Regions from separate parts of the Mus musculus genome. Here regions 2 and 3 are each linked to region 1. A link is a contact called in public HiCAR-type and HiChIP or PLAC-seq data. All regions are on one chromosome and are shown on one strand. The core of a region is the stretch at or near the end of the contact, and the rest is flanking DNA. Distances in the headings are between cores, read along the strand shown.

The links. HiCAR-type assays count read pairs that join an accessible place to other places. HiChIP or PLAC-seq counts read pairs in DNA pulled down with a chosen protein or histone mark.
Region 2: a HiCAR-type map of astrocytes shows a contact between it and region 1, with 4 times the contacts expected there. The contact joins the promoter of Zfp52 here to the promoter of Zfp13 in region 1. A contact is called at or near these places in 2 of 115 datasets of contacts at active chromatin or transcription factors (astrocytes and stem cell-derived neural progenitor cells).
Region 3: a contact with region 1 is called in an H3K4me3 HiChIP or PLAC-seq map of stem cell-derived neural progenitor cells, with 5 times the contacts expected there. The contact joins the promoter of Zfp53 here to the promoter of Zfp13 in region 1. A contact is called at or near these places in 2 of 39 promoter capture datasets (hippocampal neurons and pre-B cells) and 1 of 115 datasets of contacts at active chromatin or transcription factors (stem cell-derived neural progenitor cells).

The regions. Positions count from the first base shown.
Region 1 is chr17:23,583,560-23,587,712 of GRCm38.p6, reverse strand. It overlaps Zfp13 (zinc finger protein 13), which reads left to right and starts at 1,461. Exons shown (of 6, transcript NM_001356268.1): 1 at 1,461-1,752; 2 at 2,139-2,275. The coding sequence starts at 2,219.
Region 2 is chr17:21,533,817-21,537,950 of GRCm38.p6, reverse strand. It overlaps Zfp52 (zinc finger protein 52), which reads right to left and starts at 2,412. Exons shown (of 5, transcript NM_144515.2): 1 at 2,118-2,412. 9330136K24Rik (RIKEN cDNA 9330136K24 gene) reads left to right here and starts at 2,073. Exons shown (of 3, transcript NR_131123.1): 1 at 2,073-2,128; 2 at 3,480-3,523.
Region 3 is chr17:21,486,091-21,490,324 of GRCm38.p6, reverse strand. Zfp53 (zinc finger protein 53) reads right to left here and starts at 1,337. Exons shown (of 5, transcript NM_013843.3): 1 at 1,060-1,337.

The sequences.
Region 1 (4,153 bases), core at 212-2,711:
AAATTTTAAAGACAATTTCTTGCCACGTAGCCCTAGTTTCTGTGAATTATGTAGCCCTCTCTGCCTGGCTTCACTTTTTGTACTCCTCTGCCTCAGCCTCCTGATCACTTCTGAGATTATAGGATCAAACCACTGTTCAGCCACTAGTATTTGCCTTTTGGAATGAAAGATCCAGTCTCAAAAGACTCGATGAGTGATGAGCTGTAGCCAGCAGGCACAGGATGAATTCCTGCAGACCATTCCGCCCCAGGAAGTGTTCTCAGGCTAAGACTCCACCCCTCTCCTAACACTGCTATGACCTGTTCTGGATGGAATGAGAAGCACAGTCACTTTCTTCCCCCTTAGAGCCTTAGTTCCCCAGGTCTGAAGGTAGCATCAGGATCTTGGACAACTGAATCAGCCCCTATTTAAAAGTTATTATATTTTGTTGTATATATGTCTGTGTGGCATGTGGGTGCAAGACACTTGGAATTCAGAAGAGGGTGTCAGATCTGCTAGGAATACCACCACGTGGGTGCTAGAGATTGAACATAAGTCTTCTGGAAGAGCAGCCAATGCTCTAAACCTCTGAGCCATCACTCCACCCCTCCACCCCACTCTCTGTCTTTTAAAAACCATAGTATCTTCAGATCTCTGAGAGTTAGAGGACAGCATGGTCTATATAGTGAGTTCCAGGGAAGCTAGGGCTACATAGCGGAGACAACAAATCCATGATATCTTATCTAGTTCTTCAGAGTTCTGTACAATGTAGTTGAACTATACTCATCCCCCATACCTCCCCCTCTCTCAAATTCACCCTGGGTCAGTCTCCATACGCCTCTATTATCGAGCCTAAATGATTCTTTTAAAATCCAATTCCTCTCCCATCTTGTAGACAGGTAGGCATCAGGGTGGGCTACAGAGAGTCTCATCCTGTTTCCTAAGTGCACTCAGGGATGGAGCACTCTGCCAGTTTGGGAGGGTCCAAAGTGCTCCAGAGGAGTAAAAGACCTTCTGATGTGTGGGTGTGGTGTGCGAGAGAGAATGGCTCTGCTCCTTCCATTCAGCGCAATAATGCTGCTCCGTTATGATGACTACAGTGCTGTCTTTGAGTCACAAAACACCAGAAATTATGTTTTGTTTTTGAGACAGTTTCTCTGTGCTGTCTTGGAACTCGCCCTGTAGCCGAGGCTGGCCTCGAACTCAAGGATTCAAGGATCTGCCTACCTCTGCCACTCGAGTGCTGGGATTAAAGGCATGTGCCACAAGGCTCAGAGCATCTTCCGTTTTTTCTGTTTCGTGTTTATAGATACCGTTGGGTATAGTAAGCGTTGAGAGCCAGCACTGACACTTTCTCCCAAGCCAAAAGCAGGTGCAGCAGAGGCAAGGGACCCCAGGACCGGAACCCTCAAATCTGGGAACTCTGTAAAGCTACAGCTGAGTTGGGGAATGGGATCTGGAAGGAACTTCCTGTTGTCCCTAATCCCAGCCTCCACCGGGCTTCTCCATCCGTTCTGTTCTGGCTGCAGACACTGGTTTCACTCTAGGGAGGGGGTCTCCATTCCCACCTTCACCCCCGGGTCTCCTTTGTTTCCTCCTTGTGTGAAGGGGATGCTAGGGAAGGCACATGGAAATCGGCTCGTGCAGTCAGCTTGCAGAAGGGGGCAGGGTCAAAGGTGGAATGCTGGCAAGCGATAATGAAGGGGCTGGACCCAGGATTGGGAAGATGAGGACACGTACCACCCAGACCACGACCACGATGATCGTTCCCAGGTGGGAAGCTGCAGCTTTGAGAGAACGGCTGACGGTGGCAGCTAATTTGTGGGTTTCAGGCGAAGCTCTGTGTCCGGCTGGGGCACACAGCAGGCATCAACGCACTGGCGCCTCCTTGGCAGGCTCTCCGCAGAAGTTTCTGCACCTCATTGACAAGAAGCCCTGATTCAGCCCTCACTTGCCATCACCTGGCTTCACTGAGATTTAGGGCTCTTGCTTCAGTGACAAAGGGGACAATACCATTCCTTTCCGAGAAACCAGAAAATATCATTCACCGCGGGGCACCGTAGGGGCTGGCAGACTTCGTATGCACTGTGGTCAGGCATGGGGAGTGCTGGACACTTTGGAAGTGTTCCTACGGTAGTGATTACTTTCCTCTTTTCCAGGTTCTTGGCTAAAACCTGGACGGGGCTCGACTAGCAAGGGAAAGAACCATTTGCTGTTTTTCCTGGCTCTGAAGTGGAAGATGTCTGCAGACAGTCAAAGCATCGCGGCTACTGAGAACGAGGAGAAATCCCATGAGGTATCCTGGGATCCTAGCTAGGGAGGGATGCCTTGAACTGTAGGAGAGGGTGTTTTCAAAACCTGTGTCTGGACAAAAGGAAGCATGAGAGTCACTGTGGGAGAAGAGGTGTAATCATGGAAAATAGCTTCCAACTGGTCTTTTCAGTGTAACTGGTTTTGTTCTGTCCAGTAAGGGGCATAGTGCCCACAGAACACAGGAAAGTCCTCTACTGCCCACTTTCTTTCTCTTGGGTTGCACCTCCTCATAGCTTACCTCTCTGTGTCCAAGTTCTAGTTCTGCCTGTTACTAGGTGTGTGCGTGCGTGTGTGTGTGTGTGTGTGTGTGTGTGTGTGTGTGTGTAATCGCCATCTTTGTGGGTCCAGGCTTGGACTCCCGGTCTTGGAGCTAGAGGATTCTGACTCAGCCTCAGGCCTGGTGTGTTACCTTGGGCAGCCCTGCTCTGTGGGAACTACTTGTGCTGTGTGTAAAGTTGACTCACTCCCACTTGTCTTACTAGGTCACTGGTAGGCTCGAAGGAGATAATGAGTGTGTGAGTCGTCTGTAAGCAGTTTGTGAGCCTGTAACTGATGACTCCTGTGGTCCATGAAGCGAGAACACCCAGAACTACCAGACCAAGTCAGCGGGACTGGGATCCTCCCACCTAGTTCTGTTGGTGTTATAACTATTAATAAATATACACTGGTACAAGTACTGCTGCTTTTATGGTGTAGACACTTAAAGAATTGTTACCAGTATCCAGTGTCCCTTCCTCTGATACCCAGTGAGCCTTGTGTATCTGCATTCTCTGCTGATGTCATACCCTGTCAGCTGCACACTGGTGGAGCAACAGTTGTAATTGCTTGCATTGCTCTTTGTTTATCTAGAACTTTCTGGAGTAGACAACTGTCTCTCATTCAACCTTCTAACTGTTTTATGCAGGCGATAGAGCAGCTGAGTCCAGACCAGCAGTCAGTCCCAGGCAGGGAGGGGAAGGCCAACTGGCTCCATCATGGTTTCTAGGTGGGAACTCATCAGGCGTTCACCCCCCAGTGTAAGGGAGGCTTTAGAGCTTGGTGGTTCAGGCCCTTCTTGTATCTTCCAGCCTGGGTGTGTTGGCTTCTTGTGACTGCCTGGGAAGTTCCCATTAACGGAGAGGCTTAGGCACCTGGGTTTAGTCTCTCATAGCTGTACAAGGCCTGCTCCCTTGGATGGCTTTCAGGAAGGGAGACTTTTCATGGCTCTGGCTATTCCTAGAGCCAAGTATGTGTGTGGCTCCATCTTGTTCTCTGTGCCTCCTCCTCCTTCTTTCCTCTTTTTTACTTATTTTTATTTATATGTATGTATGGTGTGTGTGTGTGACGGTGGGGGGCAGAGAACACAGATGCTTGTGGTCCAAAGAGAGCATGAAATTCCCTGGAGCTGGAGTTCCAGGTCGCTCTAAGCTGTCCAACATGGATGCTGGGAACATAACTCAGGTCTTCTGCAGCAGTAGTAAGTGCTCTAACTGTTGAGCCATTTTTCCAACCTCCGTGCCTTTGTTTGTTGTTTGTTTCTGGACAGTGCTGGGGGTCAGACCTAGTAACCCTAACAAGCACTCTGTCACTGAGCTATGCTCCCCAGCCTCCTGCCTGTGCGTGTCTGTGGAGGGAGGGAGGGAGGGACGGAGAGAGACACACACTAAGGGCTGCACCCTGGTCCTTAGACACATTACAGGCAGTCTTCTACTAAGTTCCATCTCAAGGCCTCTTTCAGCCTTTTATTTTTGAAACAGATTTGCTAAGTTTTTTATGTGGCCTTGAACTCTCTTAGTAGCCATGGTAGGTCTTGAACTTGCTGTCCTCCTGCTTCAGCTTCCCAAGTTAGCACCACCAGATCTGACTGTACCTTCTCTTCATA
Region 2 (4,134 bases), core at 1,163-3,662, 2.1 Mb after region 1:
TCCTGCTGGTGCACAACTTTAATGTGAGCACTGAGGAGATAGAGGTGGGTGGAAATCTGTGAATTCCAGTCCAGCCTGGTCTATATGATGACTTCTACATAGCAATTTGGTCATGTATCCATGGGCAGAATTTTTTTTTTTTGAACCAAGAAAAACAAGAGGATTGCAGAGATTTTTTTTTCTGATGTAGATGATCATAATTATTCACAAGATTGTTTCTAATATTATCCTATATTATAATACCTCTTAACTTTGTTTTTGTCTCTTTATCCCCCTTCCCCCCAAACAGAGTTTCTCTGTGTAGCCCTGGCTATCCTTAAACTCACTGTGTAGACCAGGCTGGCAAAGAATTCCAAGATCTACCTGCCTCTGCCTCAGGAGTGCTAGGATTAAAGGTATATGCCACCACAAACTGGTTTATAAAATGCCCTGTCTAGCTGTGAAAATACTGTGACCGGATTCCCTCAAAGAGAATACTCTGATTTCCAGACTCTAATTTACAACATTAAGAATTCAGCAGAGGGGTTGGAGAGATGGCTCAGCAGTTAAGAGCACTGACTGCTCTTCCAGAGGTCCTGAGTTCAATTTCCAGCAACCACATGGTGGCTCACAACCATCTGTAATGGGAATCCAATGGCCTCTTCTGGTGTGTCTGAAGCCTGCAACAGTGTACTCACATATATAGAATAAAAAAATATTAAAAAAAAAAAAAACTCAGCAAAAGTGTTGGGGTCCAAGAGTTGCCCAACAAACCACACAAACAAATCCTGATCTCTGTAAGCCATCTGATCCTTGATGGTTTTTTGAAGGCACAACCTAAGACTCATAAGTCAGGTAGTAGACTTCAGGGGCTGAGCAACTACACAAATATCTTTTCCTGTAAGCTTATAAAAGGAGGAAAAAAACCCAAAGAACAGAAAGCACAATGAGATCACATTCAGGTGCAGGAAGGGCTCTGCTCTGACTCAAGCCATTTTAGACTAACAGTTCATGTTGACCTTTAATTTGATAGGTCCTACGTAAGGCTTTGTGGAAATTCTTAAGATTAACAAACCTCAAACAGAACATAACAGGATACGTGATCAGCATGACCTTGCTCTGAGTCAAGTTATTTTTCTGTGTCAGTGACTGGCAGGCATGTTACAGCAACAATCTGAAATAGCTGGCATGCATGGAACAAAATGGCTACAGCTATTCTGAGATGGGGCAGACCTCAACAAGAAGACACATTTTTTTTTCTTTTTCTTAGCTGGCTTTCCTTCCTTGATTGTTTGCTTTCTTCCTTTCTTCTTTCCTTCCTTCATTATTTATTCTCTCCTCCTCTTTTTTTTTTTTTTTTTTGTAATTATTTTTATTGTTTTGTTTTTTGAGACAGTGTCTCACCATATAGCTCTGGCTGTCCTGGAACTCACTATATAGCCTTTGCTCCTGAGTGCTGAGATAAAACGTGAGTGTCACCAAGCCTGGCGCCACTCTTTTCACAATTTGCATCACAGATTGCATACGTTCCCGATGGAAAATTAATAGTAGATAGACAGTTTACTTTTAAAACTTAATTTTTACATCCATACCAGTAAAACTCACAACAAACAGTACAATCAAATTCATTTAAGTTTGCAGGAGTTCCTTTCGTGACTAAAAGCTCATGGGGAATCCACCACATGCCACTTTCTTAAATAGAGAAGTGGTAGAATACGGAAGTTAGTATGGATGATTGTAAATTTCAATAGCTTTGTCCTTTCCGTCATAGCAAAGAGAGCTGCGTTTTCAAATATTAACTGATAAATTCAAATATTCTACTAGATCAGCCAGAAGGTCAATAAAAAGAAATAGTATTATTCCAGTTAATATTACTGAAAATTTATCGACGAGGGTCTGACATCCACAGCACAATTTTGAGAGTCGTTATCCTTATGATCAGAGGGGAAATTGATCCCGCTCTGCTCCCCTCCCACTCCTGCCCATTCCCCAGCCCCGCCTCAGCTCCTCGGACCTGGAAGGTTCGAGCGCCTCCCTCCCTTGTCCCCACCCCCACTCCCACTTCCTCTCCCCCATCCCCCGCTGCTGCCTCTGCCAGCTGCTAAACTGCTGACTCTCCCAGGATGCTCAAAAGGTACCTGCGGTATAGGTAAGTTTTCCGGTTCTGCGAGCCCCGCCGTTTCCTCCATACTCAGGTCTCCACCACGCGATTCCACACTGTGCAGCCGCTCTACCCCTCAACCCCAACCCCAGCTCAGTCTTGTACCGGATTCTTGACACTCCAGACTTTGACTTTTTAGTCCCACTTCCCAAGCTAACACACCTTGCTTCCTAGCTTCCCTGGCCTCAGTCTTCTAATCCCACCCACACTACACCCTTCCTCTACACCCAGCCAATGTACCACATCTTCCATCCTCTATTTCTGGGCGAGTGGGCCCGCCCAGCGGAGACCGGCCCCTCCCACTCTGTCTCAGGCTTCTTTCTGCCACAGCTCTTCCCTTCAGGTTGCTCTGCACAGTCTCCCCACACTCTTGCAGCCAGTCTAGACCAGAACTATATCTGGTAGGACCCTGCACCCCGATATCTGATCCCCATAGTGAATTCTGAATCTTTCAGATGCAAAACAGACAACCTAAGATCCCCATCTCACTATCATCCTCTCCACCACATACTGCATACCAAACAACAGGCTAAATTCGGATGCCAGAGTCCCATCCCCAAAACACAAACATGAGAAACCAAAACCAAATACTTCAATTTTGATTTGGAGAGAGACTTTTCAGGAACGTGGATTTGGGGGAGGGGGGAGGTTGTCTCAAGAACTCAGTGGTCAGTGTTGGGGTCCAGCAGTAGCCCTACATGCCACACAAACCCTGATCTCAGTCAGACAAGGACAGATAATTGGATGCATACCCTAAGACTGATCAGAATTTGGGGGCTGAGCTACAACCACAAACACTTCTCAGGACTGGTTTAAGAATGAAAAAAATCACAATGCGCTCATATGCAGGTGCAGGAAGTGCTGACCTGTGGTTTTCTCTGACCCAAGCTATTTTTGCTAGCCAGACAGAGCAGTTCTATCTGACCTTTATTCTGATTGGTCCTAAGTGGAGCATATAATTTTCAAAGTTCTTAAGATTAACCAACTTCAGAACACACAGAAGATAACAGGGTATGTGGAACACGACCCTGCTCTGAGTCAAATTATTTTTCTGTGTCAATGACTAACTGGCATATTACAGAAACAATGTGAAATAGCTGGCAGGCATGGAACAAAATGGCTACAGCTATGTTACAGGGACAGACCTCAACAGTCAGGACTGAATTCATACTTCATTGAACTTCTTTCACCACTAGATGGCGGACATGTCATTTTAGTAAAGCAGAAACAAGTTTGTCTTCATGATTCCAAAAGTGCTTTGAGATAAAACCTAGAACTAACTCTCTCTCTCTCTCTCTCTCTCTCTCTCTCTCTCTCTCTCTCTCTCTCTCTAGTACAGTGGTGTACGCAGAGAATCTTGCACGTCCCAGATGCAGAAAATAAGTAAGGTTTGTGGTCCCAACCCTAGAAAAGTCAGTTTTACAATCCAATGTCTAGCTCTGAGAAGCATGGAGGAAGAAGAGATGGTTAGGAAATAAGAAGGGAGAGAGGGGGAAAGGCTAAGAATTCCAAGTCTAGAGTTCTCTAGACTCCATACAACTACTGCAATCAGTAACCAAGAGCAGCTGTCCTTGCCTGCACTGGCCCCACACAAGACCACGGTCAATCTAGGAAAGGGAAAAGGCTTTACCTCTCAGGCATTGGCAATGGATAGACTGTAGAAGAAGAATCACTGGCTTTAGTTGTCATCCTGTGCTGAGCACATCAGGCTCCTGAACATAGCTTCAAACCCACAGTCTCACAAATGGCTCTGGTTCATCTTAGTGGGTGCCAGGCAATATGAATAGACATGAACAAAGTGACTGTTGGAACTGTGGACCAGGATAGCAGAGAGGTAGGAGTGAGAATGGGCAGTATTTGAAGTGGGCACAGAAACACACAATGCTGTGATATACATGCATTTTATCTTTGTGTGTGTGTATGTGTGAAATAACTAATAATAAAAAAATCGGGGCATTCATTCATGGTAGACAAGGTTTCTCTGTGTGAACCTG
Region 3 (4,234 bases), core at 88-2,587, 2.1 Mb after region 1:
TTTTTGCTGCAAAACTGGGTTTCTCTGTGCAGCCTTGGGTTTCCTTAAACTCATTCTGTAGACCAGGCTGGCAAAGAACTCCACCTGCCTCTGCCTCTGGAGTGTTGGGAATATAGGTGTGTACCACCACCAAATGCTGTCTAACTGTGAAAACCCTGTAGCCTGATTCCCTCAAACAGCATACTGTGATTTTCCAGGCTCTAATTTGCAACATTAAGAACTCAGAAGAAGACAAAAAAAAATTTTTTTTGTCTGACTTGCCTGCCTTCCTTACTTTTTTTCTCTCCTTCCCTCCCTCTTATCCATCCTTCCTTCTTCCTTCCCCTTGTTTGTCTTGTTGTTGTATTTATATTTAAGTTTTTGGAGACAGGGTCTCACAATGTAGCTGTGGTAGTCCTGGAACTCACGATGTAGATCAGGTTGGCCTACAAACTCAGTGAGATCCATCTGTCTTTGTCTCCTGACTGCTGAGATAAAAGATGAGTGTCACCAAGCCTGGCGGCACCCTTTTCACAACGCTATATTTACATCACAGAGTGAATACACAGAGTTTTAGATGAAAAATTAATGGTGGATAAAACGTTGACTTTTAAAAGTTAATGTTTACATCCATACCTGTGGAACTCACAACAAATTGTACTCTTAATTAAATTTGCAGGTGTTCCTTTCATGACTAATATCTAGAAGCTTTCATGGAATCATAGTCCCTAGGTCCATATGCCACTCTCTTGAATAAGGAAGTGGTAGCACACGGAAGTTAGTATGGATAATCGAAAATCTCAAGAGCTTTGTCCTTTCCACCATAGCAAAGAGAACCGCGTTTGCAAATATCAACCGATAAATTTAAATGTTCTACTAGGTTATTCGTAGGAGAATATGTGGAGGGTAGAAGATCAATTAAAAATAGCACTATTCAGTCAATATTATTGAAAAATGTATCGACGAGGGTAAGACATCCAACAGCACAGTTTTGAGAGCTGTCATCTTTATGAGTTGCGGAGACATTGATCATGCTCTGCTCCACTCCCGCCCGTTCTGCAGCCCCGCAGCTCCTCTGACCTGGAAGGTTCCAGGGCCGCCAGGCTGCTGTTCCCGCCGCGGCGCTGCTGACTCTCCCAGGACGCCCCGCCTGGCACCTGTAGCTTTGGGGGTTCACGGGTCCCGCGAGACCCCGGCCGTGTGCTCTGCAGGCAAGTCTGCACCACGCGACTCCACACAGTGCAGACCCTAGGCCGGAAACGCGTTCTTAACACTTTAGGCTCTGACTATTTAGCCTCAATTCCTTAGGCTCACACACATTGCATCTCAGTATCCCTGCTGGTCACTCCTCTAAACTCGCCCACTCCACACCCTTCCTCTACACCCAGCCAATGTGTAACATCCTCCCATCCTCTGCTTCCGGGTGAGTGGCTCCGCCCCACGGAAATCAGTCCCTCCCACTCGGTCTCAGGCTTCCTCCCACAGATCCAGCTGTAAGGCTGACCTGGCCTTGATCTGCACGGTCTTCCCACCTGCTTGTTGCGAGCCTGGACCAGAACTGGATCTGATATGACGCAGCATCCCGGTATCTGACCCCCATAGTGAGTTCTGAACCCGTCAGATACAAAATAGGCATCCTAACACCCCCATTGGACTATGAGCCTCTGGGCCATATAATATATACCAAAGAGCAAAACAGGCTAAATTCAGATGCCAGAATGCCATCTATTAAAATGCAAACGTGAGAACTCAAAACCATATACTGCAATTTTGATTTGGGGAGAGACTTTTCAGGAACGTGGAACATAGTCTTCGTTTTAAAATAAAGAAAAATCCTACCTGATAAACAGCTTAAAGGAAGAAGCCATTGAAAAGTCCTACCCGCCTATGATGTCTATGAACCACATCAGTGGTCCCCAGTTACCTTTGCATAATTTTAGTTTAATATAAATTGCGGTGTTTTAAGATTTAAACTTCATTAAAAGCTTTTGCAAGTTTCTTAACTTTATGTTTCCATTACTTACACAGTTGTGATTTGTAAGTAGACCTCTGGGGAGTTAACATTTTCTTATACTATAATTGCATGGATTTTCAGAAAAACCAAGATGAAACAAATAATTGAGAAATCAGTAATCAGCTTTAGGGTGCAACTCAGAGTACATGTTTCTGTTTTTAAATATTTTTTCTCAGAAATTGATGAAGAAGAATTTAATGCACTCAGATTCACAATACTTGGGTAAACTAATGTACCATAATGAAGATTACTGTTTTGATGACCCAGACTTTGTAATATTAAAGGCTCCATTTAAAACATCAAAGGCCTTTTCTTTCTTTCCGGGGGGTGGGGGGAAAAAGAGAGAGAGAGAGAGAGAGAGAGAGAGAGATAGAATCACTAGATTCTTCAAAAGTTATTGATGTAAAGCAAATATTCTGCCAGATGTCAGAGTTTCTAGATGATTTGAGGCAGGTCTGCAGTGGACAGCTATTGCTTATTTCTTTCCTCCATTGTCTGAGTTCCACACACTGTTGTGTTTCTTAACTTTCCTTTTACAGTTATTCTCAAGTCAACTCTCTACAATGACTCCTGAGATCATTTACCAGAAGGGTATCAGTGTATCCTCCACTGAGAAGAAAATGAAGGATGTAATATGAATGAATACCTACATATAAGGAAGGCAATTACAGAACAATGCTACTTCATGGACTCACATTAGGTTTATATTTGTAAAAAAAAAAAATTCCAATCTGACATCAGCATAGTCAAGTAAATTTTGTTTTATACTAGTGTTAAGTCACTGTAATTCAGATACAATAAGGTGCAATGTCTTCTAACAGTTACAACAGGCAGGACACCTGTTGTGTCCTGCTCATTCACTTGCCCACCATGGTTGTGGCTATATCATCTCCATGTTTCTGGGCAATCTCATTTGCCTCAGACAGGTGACCAGATCTAACTTGAATGTAATAATCCATGTGTTCTCTGAGGTAGCCCATGACTAATGAAAGAATATTTAGAAAGAACACAAACGTCTATCACAGTACTGTACTCAGTATATGAAGAAAAGACAGAATAGAGAAATCTAAGGAATGATTTTCCAAATTCTATTTTCTGATCAGATCGTCACTATATTTAGGGAGAAATTTCTGTTTGCATATCTTGAATTTTTCCTCACAATTAAAAAGTATGTGAAATGCAATAATGAAATGGAGCTTTAAGGTATGACTGCAGCAGCTACAAAACTTGTGACCTACCATCTGTCCTGCCCACAAGATGGCATGGCAATGGTGGAACAGAAATTATGGAAGTAGCCAACCAATGTCTGATTTGAGTTAAGGCTCACTCCAAAAGGTGAAAGTCATACCCAACCTGCCTGCATAACCAAGGACCAGAGCCTAGACAGCCCAGAAACCTAGGATAAAACAAACACTAGTCATGTAAAATGAGAAATAGAAGTATGAACAAAATCGACTACTAATTCTGTTGTGCTGTACTAATAGATCAGTGCTTTATTCAGTCATCATGTGAGAAGATGTCTACAACTGCAGATGGGAACAGATGCAGAAGCCCAAAGTCAGACATCAGGAGAAGAGAGAGTCTACATGGAGGTCTCCATCAAATGCTTCCCCTCAGAGCTCAGGGAACCGTAGAGAGGATGAGGCAGAAAGAGTGTTAACAGCCAGGAGAGATAGAGGACACCAGGACAACAAGACCCTCTGAATAAGCAAGTGCAAGTGAACTCACAGGGACTGAAGTAGCAGACACAGGGCCTACACAGGTCTGCACATATATACTATATCTTTACGCTTAGCATTATTATATGACTGCTGAATGTGAGGACAATGAGGAAGAAGAGGTGGTTGGGAAATCAGAAGGGAAAGACATGTCATTCTCTAAACTCCATACCATACAACTATTATAACCAGTAACCAACAGCAAATGCACTTACCTGCACTGGCCTCACAGAACACCACAGACTAGGAAAGGGAAAAGGCTCACTTTATTTCTTAGATGTTGGCTATGAATATACTGTAGGAGAAGAATCATTGCCTTTAGTTGTTATCCTGTGCTGAGCGCATTAGGCTCGAGCACACATCAGGCTCCAAACCCACAGTCTCACATATGGCTCTGGTTCATCTCAGTGGATCACAAGCAATATGAATAGAGATGAACACAGTAGAGTGACTGTTGGAATTGTGGACCAGGATAGTGGAGAGGTAGGAGGTAGATAGGCAGTATTTGATGTATACTTTCCCA